3 separate regions of the Hordeum vulgare genome follow, and regions 2 and 3 are each linked to region 1. The links are chromatin contacts, called in public Hi-C maps. All regions are on one chromosome and are shown on one strand. Each heading gives the region's core, a stretch centred on a gene start, on an enhancer-like site or on the middle of the called end of the contact. The rest is flanking DNA. Distances are from core to core; before and after follow the strand shown. Region 1 holds the start of LOC123396140 (syntaxin-51-like). Region 2 holds the start of LOC123451901. Region 3 holds the start of LOC123396402 (SPX and EXS domain-containing protein 1-like).

The links. Hi-C and Micro-C count contacts between places; a contact is called where the count stands out from the background.
Region 2: a Hi-C map of seedling shows a contact between it and region 1, with 6 times the contacts expected there. The contact joins the promoter of LOC123451901 here to the promoter of LOC123396140 in region 1. A contact is called at or near these places in 2 of 6 Hi-C or Micro-C datasets (leaf and seedling).
Region 3: a Hi-C map of seedling shows a contact between it and region 1, with 3 times the contacts expected there. The contact joins the promoter of LOC123396402 here to the promoter of LOC123396140 in region 1. A contact is called at or near these places in 3 of 6 Hi-C or Micro-C datasets (leaf and seedling).

The regions. Positions count from the first base shown.
Region 1 is chr5H:56,263,215-56,267,306 of MorexV3_pseudomolecules_assembly, forward strand. It overlaps LOC123396140 (syntaxin-51-like), which reads right to left and starts at 1,870. Exons shown (of 7, transcript XM_045091193.1): 1 at 1,747-1,870.
Region 2 is chr5H:57,205,757-57,209,848 of MorexV3_pseudomolecules_assembly, forward strand. It overlaps LOC123451901, which reads right to left and starts at 1,721. Exons shown (of 10, transcript XM_045128455.1): 1 at 1,636-1,721; 2 at 1,170-1,342; 3 at 1-1,098. The coding sequence starts at 1,052.
Region 3 is chr5H:56,912,286-56,916,377 of MorexV3_pseudomolecules_assembly, forward strand. It overlaps LOC123396402 (SPX and EXS domain-containing protein 1-like), which reads left to right and starts at 2,120. Exons shown (of 13, transcript XM_045091349.1): 1 at 2,120-2,311; 2 at 2,419-2,555; 3 at 3,138-3,176; 4 at 3,263-3,355; 5 at 3,456-3,572; 6 at 4,074-4,092. The coding sequence starts at 2,487.

The DNA of each region.
Region 1 (4,092 bases), core at 620-3,119:
AATATCACAACTCGGTTATCATGCAATATCATAACTAAATATGGAGAGTCGGCCGGTTGATCCTAAACCAAGATTGACCAGCGTGCAGGAATACATTGCTCCTACTAAACAAACTCCCAACCATGGGGCCCTAAAGGGACAGCAAGATTGCTGAAGTTTAGTATGTGTATCCAAAACTCATCTTTGCAGATTTCTGCCGAAAATAACACCAAACATAGTGTACCTCTTGCAGGTTACATTTATGCAGCACAGGTCCGACCAGTTAGGCGCAATGTGCAATGAACCATGGATTGTAGCTGACTGTTGGCTTACTACAGCATGCCGAATCATATGGCCTCGTGGTTGTGTTATGAAGTTTACAGGCAACACCATAACAAAGCTAAAGAAAATTTCTCCTCTGACACATCTATATACCTATCTTTCCAACGACCACAGGAAGTACTATCTTTCACCAAAAATTCACAAGAATGTTTGTACTTTCTATTCCCATCATCTATCACATACACCGCGAACCCACACCTTCCATCCCCAAAGGTTCTACCAAGATCCCTAATCGGCATCAGAACCAGAATGAGGCTATGTTCGGTTGCTGGGGATTATTTCCAGTGGGAACTAATCCCTGCAGGGATTGGGTTGATCCCCTCCCTGCAGGGATTAGTTCCACTAGGGGATATAATCCCTGCAACTTAGTAACCAGTCGGTTAACCCGTGCCAGGGAGAAATTTAGTTACACATATGATTCAATATATAAATATTCTACAAGGTAATATTTCAATTCTAATTTGGTTCCATCAAAATAGCCCCCAGAAGCAAACTGGTTTGTCTTTATTACTATGCAAGTTGTATAATTGTCCACAAATGGGTTTCCTCAGATCCCCTTTCATATGTCAGTTTGCTGCGACATGGTTCCCTTGAATGACATGAAAACTGGAAAGGGAAAAGATTCACACAAAGTATGTCCATTTGCAAGCATCAGGGGATAAGATGCAGAAGCAGGAGTATAGGAGAAGGACGGTGCCCTCGTCGGCAGCAGAGCAGAAGACGGTGCAAACGCAGAAACATATGCATTGAGAAGGGTGTATATAAGCTAAAGAGCTAGCAAATGCATGTGCATCAGAGTCAACTAGTGGCGTTGTCAAAAATTCCGTTTATAAATATAAGGCGATTGTGCCTGGGAGTAAACAGCCCAAACAATGAACTGTGATTGGGCAAGAGAAAAGTTTCAGCAGATAACAGTAGGCTTGTAATTTTGTTAACTACAAACTTGATTCGTGGTGATTAATAAGTGGAGTACAAATTTGGTACTGCAGCTGATTATGGAAAGTTGATTTGTATGTTTCCCTTGGATCCTTACAGAAGCTGGAATCATTTTCTTGCCCAATCAGAAGAGAACATGCAAGCTGGCTTAAGGTGAGTGCTTTTTTTTCTGCAAGTTGGTCCATCAAGTTCCCAAATACAGCACCTTTGCCCCTACTTCGTACAGATGATACCATTCAGAAATAAAATCAATCCACTATCAATTTCTCAGCTCTGAATCTCCAATTCCATCTCGATTTCTCCCTCTCCTGATACATCTGTCCCTCTCAATTCCAACTCTCTCTCTCTCGGCCCGACGCCCCCCCCCCCCCCTCTCCCCCGCGGGTATCATGAGAAATCACGAACTGACCTAAGAACCAGTCACGGCGAACAGAGCAGAACCCTAGAAATTAAGAGAGGGGGGGGGGGGGGGGGGGAGGGGGATCTTACCGGCGAGAAGCCGGCCGTTGCCGCCGACGTCGCCTCCGGGGTCGCTGCCGCGTGAGAGGGGAGTAGCCGATTGATTGTGAGGCCCCAGCGATCAGCGAAAGGGGGCGAAATGCAGACTTTTTCTATTCTTCAGAGAGAGATAAAACGACACGCTCCGATGCATCAGTTCTGGGCCAGCTCACGCCGGCCTAATCTGCCACCGGGCCCTTCCGCCGGTGGGGCCCACTCGACGGCCAACTCCGTTGCAGATGTTCTCGACCTACTTTCCGTCGGAAGTGGATCCTCTAACACGAATGAGAGAAGTCACCTAAGCTACAATTTCCTTACTTTCCTCCTTCACATCCATATATGATTAAGCCTGAAATGACATGAATTAATTTGCAAATTACAAATCTACTTTATACATTTATAAAAATCGCATACAAACAAAATTACGGTGCAATAAAAGCAATTTTAAATTTATTTATATAAACAGTAACTCTACCGCAGTAGATAAATACATTGCTCGCTACAGTACTCGTTGGCTATTGCTTCTCTGTTTAACACTAGTTTACACTGTAGCCTAGGTGACTTCTCTCCTTCATGTTAAAGGATCCGCTTCACTTTCCATGAGGGCAATTCACCAAACCTCCCCTCGAGCGGATAGTCGAAACAGTTTTATCCATCCGTCGTAGATCATCAAATGTTCGCAAACATGGACGGATGTTCAAAACCGCACAATTCAACATGAAAGCTGGGACATCTTTAGGAAAGTTCAGACACACCAACTTTATCTCGGACCCCCAATGTTGGGGATGTAACCAGTGGATGACCCGTCCTAGTTGGGCCGGGTTATTCATTGGGCGATTCATATAAATGTTTAGTTGGGCCTCGTTTTGGCCGAATCAAGGTCGTACGACGAGTATGGCTCTTGGCGGGTCTCCCAGCTTTGGAAGATGGCGATTTAGAGACCGCAATGGCCACGAGTTGTAGAAAGGAAGCAATCCTTGTAAACCCTAGGGAATCGACCTATATATAAAGGCGAAGTCCCAGGGGACAGGGGACAGGTTAGAAATCATCGAGTGCTAGGTTTAGGCGAGTTACGCCTTCCTTGTAATCGAATCCATATCAATACACACAAAAGCAGGACGTAGGCTATTACCTCCTTTCGAGGGGTCGAACCTGGGTAAATCGTCGTGTCTCTCCCGCTTAACCCCTTTGAGTCGCCACCAAGGTGCGATGGCTCCAGTATCAAGTCCTTTCACGAGGACATCTGCCGTGAAAAAACCACGACAGTTGGCGCCCACCGTGGGGCCTCCGCACGGTGGAGTTGAGTTCTCAAAGGGAACCCTACCAGGGTTTGGGAGTTACGCGACGACGCTCATGACTCGGAGCCGCCGCGGGATAACCTACATCGACAACCAGCGATGGGGACCTGAAGCGAATTCGATTGAATCTGGCTACAGGGTCCCCTTCGGCAAGATCAACATCTTCATCGGCATGATCGGATCATCCGTTCCTGAGCTGGACATCTCCACCGACATCGTCGAGCCGGCCAGGTACGTCCGCCCAGTGATAACGCAAAATTTAACTCGCCCGGTCTTTGTGGGGTTCACGCAGGGATCGGAGGAGCCAGAGCACTTGGCGACTGAGGAAACTACCCTGGTCAACTCGGATGATGAATCGTCCATGGGCGACTCAGATTCCATCCGGTCTCTTCATGGGGATGGTCTCGGAGGCTTGTCGCTGGCCATGGATCCGGAAGTCCTTGACCGAACCCGCCGCGAGATCGCCATCTACATGGCTGGGGCAACTCAACCCACACAAAACCCCGCTGGAGGCGATGGGACCGGCGGGACGTCCATGAGTCCATCCGCAGTCCTGGTAGAGTTAGCGGCGGAAATCACGAGACTAATGGCGACTCCCCTCACGCCAGAGAACCAAGAGGAGATAAACGCAGAGTTAGCGAAGCTCAGAGAGGCGGTTGCAAAGGCCCACCAGGATGCTGAGATGGAGTCCGCCAGGATCGAGACTCGACAAGCCCAAATTGCGGCCGAAAGGATGCGCTTAAACACTGACAACTGGCGGCTCGAGAGACAGCAGCGCGCGTCCGACGCCGTCCATCAGCGGAGACACCAGGGTCGCCTGCCCCATGACCTCAATCCGACCCGTCTGTTCGACACTCCACGAACCCCCGGGATGGGAGCCGCCCCGACAGGAGGACCGGGCCGCCCACCTAACCCGTCGGCTCAGCCGATTGAGGGTCAAATTCCTCGTTTTCGGACGCCTCAAGGCCACTTCTCCAACCCGGTGGATAACGTGCTTGCCGCAACTCGCCACCTGGAGTCTCTTCCGATTCACGGCAAC
Region 2 (4,092 bases), core at 471-2,970, 940 kb after region 1:
TCAGAATAAAAGGGCATTTCCATTGGAGTGGACTTATCATAATTTGTATGTGAACTCACGTAACTCTCATTTCGAGGTGTACCCAAATCTTTTGCCTGCCTTTGAATTTGAAGATTGTGCATGGTTGATCCAATTCCAATACCTGTGTCTACATCGCTTTGAGTCTTATCTTGATGGTCTGGAAGCATGGTTTTCAAATTTGATCCATTGCTAACTTCATATTTGTTCTCATGTTCTTGGTTCATTGTTAGTCTGTCTGAAGACATCCGCAACCTAGACTGATTCAAAGACGTCCTCTGTCGATTTAAGCCTGGGGAGGAAGTTGCTGCTGACTCAGCCACCATTTGTTGTGAGTATGGAGCAAGAAAAAACTGAGAGGAAGACTCGCTTAAGGCTGTTCCAGCCAAAGCTTTACTCCCACTTTCTATATCTGTTTGAGATACAGTTGAGTCTCTGGAGGGGAGTAGGGAATTATCCAACTGTTGGCTCAACTGGCTCACCAAATTGTTGTCACTGGTACTCTGCTTCAGTTGTGAGAGATTGTTCACAGCAACAACAAAATGATATTCTGGTTCACTTTCTAAACTTCTTGCACTTAACGATGACTCCTCGCAATCATTCGGGGAGACAAGAAATATCCGAAGTCTCGGTGAGCCATTGGCCTTTTCAAGACTGTAGTATTCTTCCATCATATTCTGAAGATCCTCTTCACATGAAAGAGAAATCAGAGCATCAAGGTCCTCATCAGGGAGCTGATACTTGATGGTATGAGGCTGATTGTAGATCGAGAGGGTTTTATGCACAAGTTCCTTCCATGAGAAGTTTCTGGGTATCGATATGAGACGTGTTTCCCCGCCCACATATCTGAGCACCCCATCACTAGGCCTAGGCAGGATTTTCCCACCAAAGCTACACATGAACTTGACTTTTCCAGCATGCGGGCTTTCGCAGGGAGAAGACGTATCTTGTAGGTTGTCACTTGAATGTTGAGCTGGTTTGAGTACATTCTCAGAGGGTATGGTCCTGGTGCGCACCAAATTTGCCGGATCCATATCACATTTCAGAGGCAAACCGGCAGCAAGGTTCCCGGAGTCAAACCTGCCAAGACCAAGAACCGTGGTGAGATCCTGATAGACCACATTCAAGTTCTTGTGGTTATTGGGCCCAACTTGGCTGTTCATCTGAAGCAACACAAAGCAATGGTGCTTGTGCTGGAAGCTCCTCCTCCTCCTCCTTGAACAGCGGAGCTAATTGCTATATCTTGAAATGCCGAACTACTCATTCATCTATTTAAGACAGGAGCAGCGGTTTCCCCTAATGTAGACCCCCGAGCAAAGCGTAGCTGCAATAAATAAACCAAGAAAACACGGTGAGCATCTCGCTATGATCCCGCGACAAAACACACAGGACGGGTCAAATTGAAGTGCGGAGAGAGAAGAATCTCTCTGTGTGCAATGTTCGTACGCGATCAATATTACGGGACGAAGAACTTGATAATCAAATTAGCTCAGTTGGATTCGACCGCTCACAGCCACGAAAAAAATCCCGAAAAGATCCTCTCAATAACAGAGCAGAACAAGACAGGACGCAGCGAGCCACTGCTACGAATTATCAAATCAAGCTAGGGCTCCTTACCGAGGGATCAATCAGCGCGGGACCGCCCCCCGCCGAGCGAGCACGCCGGCGGCCAGCCGGACAAGGGGGGCCCGCCCCGCGTCGCCGGCGGTGAGGTCGCCGCCGCAAATGGGACGGAGACGCCGGCGCCGATCTCGCCGACGGGGCGGGCCCAAGCGCATTAGCGGGTCGGCGCCGCGCGGGGCAGGGAGGAGCAAATCGCCGCCTGGGAATTTGGTGGTGGCGGAGGGAGGAAAGGGTGGGGAGGGAGGGAGAGAGGAACGCGGCAGCGAACGAACGAGCGAACGAAACGGAACGCCAAATAGGACACGGGGAAGGTGGGACGGAAAAGTGGGTTCGCTCTCGTTGCCGGTTGCGCCCGAAGCGGGGCGTGTTGGATGGATTTGCCGGCGGGGCCAGGTAATGTGATGTGTCCCCCTTGGTCGGCTGTTGGATCGCTGCCTGGCTGACTTTGCACGTTGTGTGCAACACAAGGACGGACGTGCGTTCGAAGGAACTGCCGCCAAGAACAAGCGTGTGTCCAAGGAGGCAAGGAGAGACGAGTGAAGGAAGCGTTTCCCTTCAATAATTCGATTCTGCTCCCAGGCTCATCTGCTTCGGGTCAGAAAAATATTAAAAATAAATACTAAAAAAGTTCCAACTTTTTTGTATGGTAGATAATTTGATCCGTGAAGTTTGCTTTAAATTTCATTTTATTTGGACACCTGAGCAGCTTTTGACAAAAAAGACAAATCGGATCGAAAAAGTTCGTAAACAGTACACCATTTTACAGACCCAGATTTACTTTTTTGACGAGAGCGCCTCAAGATGCCCAAATGAGTTCAAATTTGAAACGGACCTCGTGCATTAAATTATTTACCACACAAAAAAATAGAATTTTTTGAATTTATTTAGTATTTGTTTTGATATTTTTCGTCGGAGCGGGTGCAGGTGAGCTCGGGAGACAAAACGCCTCTCCCGTTTCCCTTTTCCTTCTCTTCTATAATTAAGGGGCTGATCTTTTAGAAAGATCAGCCACGTCGTAAGCCGTTAGATCTACAACATCGAATGGTCGGACGCGTCTTCATTATTGTAACATAGGTTTTGTTGCGGAATTATTCCTGTAACACACGTTCTATTGCGGAATTGTTTCTGCAACACACGTCGTATTGTCGAAAAAATTTGAACATATGTAAAAATGCAACTGGTATATCATTGCATTTTTTCAACTCACATGTTGTTGCAGAAATAATCTGCAAGAGATGTTTTGTTGGAAAATATAGACATGTCGTGGACCATCGCGACATCGCATATGTTTCAGAAGCATAGCCTGTGTTGCACAAACATGCTCGACAAAGCATGGTGTGTGTGGCCTCACTTTGACGCGTGTCACGCAAAGAAGGTGACGGGCGCGTCCGCTAAAATTGGCCGAACGATGGTAAGCATTTTTCCTTAAAGAAATGTGTCCTTAGTCGAAGATGACCAATCCTTGGCGAAAACTGACAGAAACGTTTAGAAGAAAAAATATAACTATGTAGTACTCCTTCTGTTCCTAAATACTTGTTGTTGGAGAGAACTAGACTAGTTCTTCGCAACAACAAGTATTGTGGTACACAGGGAGTACAACCCATTAGAGTTGTTATCTAACGGACGTCGGCCGATAGGGGATGGCAAGATAACGTTTTTTTCCTTGATTGTTTCACGAGATCCATCGGTGGTAGTTTCAAACGAAAAATGACTTTTTTGAAGAAACTGCCATGTGTCATCCCCTCACATCTGAAACTGTCAATGAAATCGTTCAAAATGCGAACCTTTCACAGTGAATGTTCGCCGGCTAAGAGGGCCCTAGAATTACACGTCTGATACTCCTGAATGACCACTAGGCTTGTCCCATCAGTCGTTGACGGTGCTGATGTCACTCGAGGAAACAAGTGAGATCTAGGCAAGGTCCTAAGACATGATGTGACCTTCAACTGCTGCAAAGAAGGGACAATATTTGCATAGGTGGGTTGCACTTTTCAAGGTCTCATGCACAGGGCGGGCACTCGTGTATGTCCAGAGGGACAACCGTCTAGGGTCCTGGTCTAAGAGGGGCCCATGATACTCTATGTCCTATGTATACTTAGTGTCATTACAGGAAACAACTTCTTTGCCGTCTGCCATAGCACATGGCCAAGGACCAGGTTATGGACGGCAAAGATGTTTGCCATCTGCTGGCTGACGGCCCCACTTTCGACACTGAAAGTCACGGTAATGACGTTCTTTGCCGTTTGCAAGGGCGCAGCAGACGACAAAGATCGTTGTCGTCGGTCTTTCTAGACAAGCAGACCACAAAGGGGCCAGGCATCAAAGCATAGTTGTCAGCCCCATTAGGTGGCTAACGGCAAAGAAGCTTTGCCTTTGTCATCTGTCGTCCCTGGCCTTTGCCGTCTGCCAGCGGGCCTGTGTCACGCCCAAGATGCGACCCTATCCTCAATT
Region 3 (4,092 bases), core at 870-3,369, 650 kb after region 1:
GTTGCAAGTTCTTCACAAAATGCCACCAATGCTCTTCTCCATGACCTAAGCTCAGAGTTTGCTTTAAAAGACCTAGGTGATTAGCACTTCTTTCTAGGCATTAAAGTCAGAAAAACTCAAGATGGAATTATGTTAAATCGGGAGAGATATATCACTGAACTTTTGTCTCGTATGGGGATGAAAAATTGCAAGCCAGTACCTACACCTTTGTCTTCTTCAGAAAAACTTTCGGCCCATGAAGGAGATCCACTCCAAGAGGAAGACAGTACAAGGTATAGGAGTGATGTGGAAGCGTTGCAATATTTAACTCTCACACGCCCAGATATTACATTGCTGTTAACAAAGTTTGTCAGTATCTACATGCACCTACTTCTGCACATTGGGCAGCTGTCAAGAGAATTGTAAGATATGTAAAGCATAATATGGGTATAGGACTTCATTTCAAAAGTTCTAATTCCACTCTTGTGAGTGCATTTTCTGATGCTGACTGGGCAGGCTGTAGTGATGATAGAAGATCAACTGGAGGTTTTGCTATATTCTTTGGACCAAATCTTATTTCTTGGAGTGCTAGGAAACAAGCCACTGTATCACGTTCAAGCACAGAAGCTGAGTATAAATCCTTGGCTAATGCAACTGCTGAAGTTATTTGGGTTGAGTCACTTCTTGCAGAATTGGGAGTTAAAAATAATCGGATCTCATGCTTATGGTGTGATAACTTGGGTGCAACATACTTATCTACAAAACCAGTGTTTCATGCTAGGACAAAGCACATAGAGATTGATTTTCACTTTGCACGAGAAAGGGTTGCAGCAAAGAAGCTTGAGATACGGTTTATTCCCTCCAAAGATCAAGTGGCGGATGGTTTCACCAAGGCACTACCAACACGACCATTTGATGAGTTCAAGAGTAATCTTAATTTAGGTAGTTGAGATTAAGGGAGGGTGTTAGAATACAGAGATATCGTTGTAATCTCAACCTCCTCCTCTATCTCCTCTATCTCCTATTGTATTCAAACTCTTGTATCTATCTCTTGCACAACAAGACAACCTATCAATATAAACCAACGCGGCTCCCCTCGAGGGAGTAGGAACGCTTCATCATCTAACACACCCATCGCGATCGTTCGTGGCGCCAAGAACAAGCCGCGTGCGAGGCCACTGCTAAGAGGAGGGGCGTCGCCGACGAAGTCGCAACTCAACCCCGTGCTAGGGTTTGCGTCGACAACGAGGGGGGAGAGGGGGTCGTGTGTGTAAGGAGTGGTTGAGGATGTCGCGAGCCGTTTCATCGGTCGATTTCACCGGCGACGGAGCAAGGCGGGGTGGCCGAAGAGGCAATTTGTCTCGCACATGCAAATGCTTGTTGTTCAACACGCGGGAGCGGGCACCCTAAATAACCAGCACGGGATGTCATTTGGCTCCGCACGTGCAACCAACTTTACAAGGCATACAATTTTAACGGGAGGAATACACGACTTCGGTCCATGCATACAAAAAGTAAAAAAAAAAAGTTGAGATAACGCGCCTATTGGACACCAAACATCAAACATCATGCCAAAACCGACCCCCTCGCTCTATGCAGCCTGAATACGGTCAACCAAACTAGACGCAAAATATTGGTTTATTTTCCTGTTTTTCTCGACGAGACCCAAGTGAGCAACAAATGCATTGCAAATCGAGGGGAGCAACCTCCTTTCCTATTTGAAAGGTCCCTTCGAGCATTTCTTCCATCCTGTTCGTGCAAAATAAAAAAAAATCCATGCTATTTAAAAGGTCCGTTCTTTTCTTCCTAAAAAAAACCCGAGGGAAAAAGGTCGCGCCCAGCACGTCACTGTCAAGCACCCGTTGGCGTCAGAATCTAGAACCCCAATATGCCCTACACCGCAGGACGCCCACCGTGCGTGCGCTGGACGTGTCAACCCCCCACGTTCCTTCCTTCCTTCCTTCCATTCATCTTCCAAGCCAGAGAACAGCAACGGGAACAGATCATCACGGAATAAAGCGCACTCTTCTACCACCAGCAGCAGTACCAAAAGTCGATAGAAAATTCAAAGCTCGCCCGTGCTCCGCCTACACGTCAAACTCGCCGTCGGCGCCTCCCCCCCCCCCCCCCCCCCCCTTTCCCCCCTTCCTACGGCTTCCTCCTCCCCCCCCCCCCCCCCCCCCCCTCGCAGATCTCGCCGTTCCCTGCCACGCCGCCGGCCTCCCCGGAGAGCCGGAGGGGCCTGCGCCTGCGCCTGCCCGACGGACGGCACGGCACGGCTCCTCCTCCCTCCCCTGCCCCGACCGGCGGCGGCACGCTCTGTCGATCCTCGGTGAGCGCCCCCGCTCGATCCGATTCGCGGGCTACGTCGCCTGCCTGCCCGCCCGCTGTGGGCTGACGCAGCAGCGGGGCTGATACTGATCCTGCTGCCGTGCGCAGGGTACGTTCGAGGACGCAGGCGCCTGTGTGACCGAGTGCGCGCGCGGAGGGCCAGGGCCGGAGTCGACATGAAGGGCGTGTCGTCCATCCCCGCTGCGGCGATCATCCCTTCGCCGCTCTTCCTCTGGCGGGTCAAGGTATAGCCTTCGCGCCATTTCGACGGCCGCTCATGCATGCTTAATGTACATCCCGATGTATAGGAAGTGTGTGCTGCGGACGCCGTTATGCACATTGTCTGCGGCTCATGTCATGTTCCAGAAGAAATTTACAAAGGAGGTCAAGAGTTGAGGGGAAGTTAAGGGATAAGCCCCCTCATTGCATAAACTTTGTAGTAGCGACAAAAATCATGCCATGGAGTATAAATCTCTGCTACTCTAGGATATGCCTTTGTTTTCCATGATAATTGAACGGTACAACACCTGAACACTATTATGATTAGCTTGGTCACAGAAGATGAAGTGGCCTTTTAGCATATCCATTTTCGGTTGGAAATGCTGCTTTTTTTTTTTGCTGATTTACCCTGTAATTTCCTCCAAGAGACGCCAACATATTTACCTGTCCTTATCTAGTTCTGTGCTGTGGCATTATGTATTTTATTGATCATTTATTCTGTAACCACTAACCATTTGTACTGAAATTACCCTGTTCTCTTGATTTTCTCATCTGCCCTGATCGACATTTTACTTCTCAAATTGCTTATGAGTGTGTACCTTTTCCAGGTTATATTGTTTCTCCTATGGGGCTTGTGCTGTTGCAAGGTCAGTGTTGCTCTATTAATCGCTTTTGTGACGCATGAATTGAGCTTCATGTGGTTTGTTAATCGATTATGCTCTTGGACCTGCAGATAGGGTGGGATTCGGTTATGAGAATGAGTGTTGATCTGCGAGATTTATTTCTATACGAGGCTTTCTTATACTATAATCCTCTTCTTCTGGTGGTGAGTTTCTTTTTGTTGTTGTACATGTATGTGACATACTCAACTTTCTATGCAGAAAATTTAGTCGCGCATGTAATTGTGCTTTGTGTTCCTATTGTAGGCACTGATGATTTGGTTATGGGGAATAAATTTGTGGGTTTTCGCACAATCATCAGTAAATTATGCGAAGGTGTTTGATCTTCCACAGACACATTTATCACACCGAGAAATATGGAGGGTATGCCTATTTATCTTGTTTGCTATATCCGTTTGATATCTTGCTTGAATGCATTTACACTGACAAGCCTATCCATAGCCTATAAGCTTTTATGGTGTACTGCAATTTATGTGGCATATGGTTGTTATGGTAGCCTGAATTTTATGGATGGTGGCATTAAGCTCTCAACAATTCTTGTAGTTCCCATTCCATTATATTTTTCTAGTACAACTGTACATAACGTTCCTAAAGCAACCGTGTTTATCTTGCTTTTCTATGCAAGTAATATATATGATTCCTACTTTAGTGTCTGGATGAACATGCGTCGGCAGGGTAATTATTTCTGCAGTTGAATACCGATGGGCCGATGTTTTGAACGTGGCTCTCTTTTCTTTAAACCGTATTGTGTTTTTGTCCTGCCCATGTTCTTTTATGCCGACATAATATTGTCTAATTTCTCATATTATATGTACTCTGGCATATTGTTCTGCTGAAGTAAAACTTATTTTTCTCCATTGGCAGTGTGCTACTTGGCTGACGT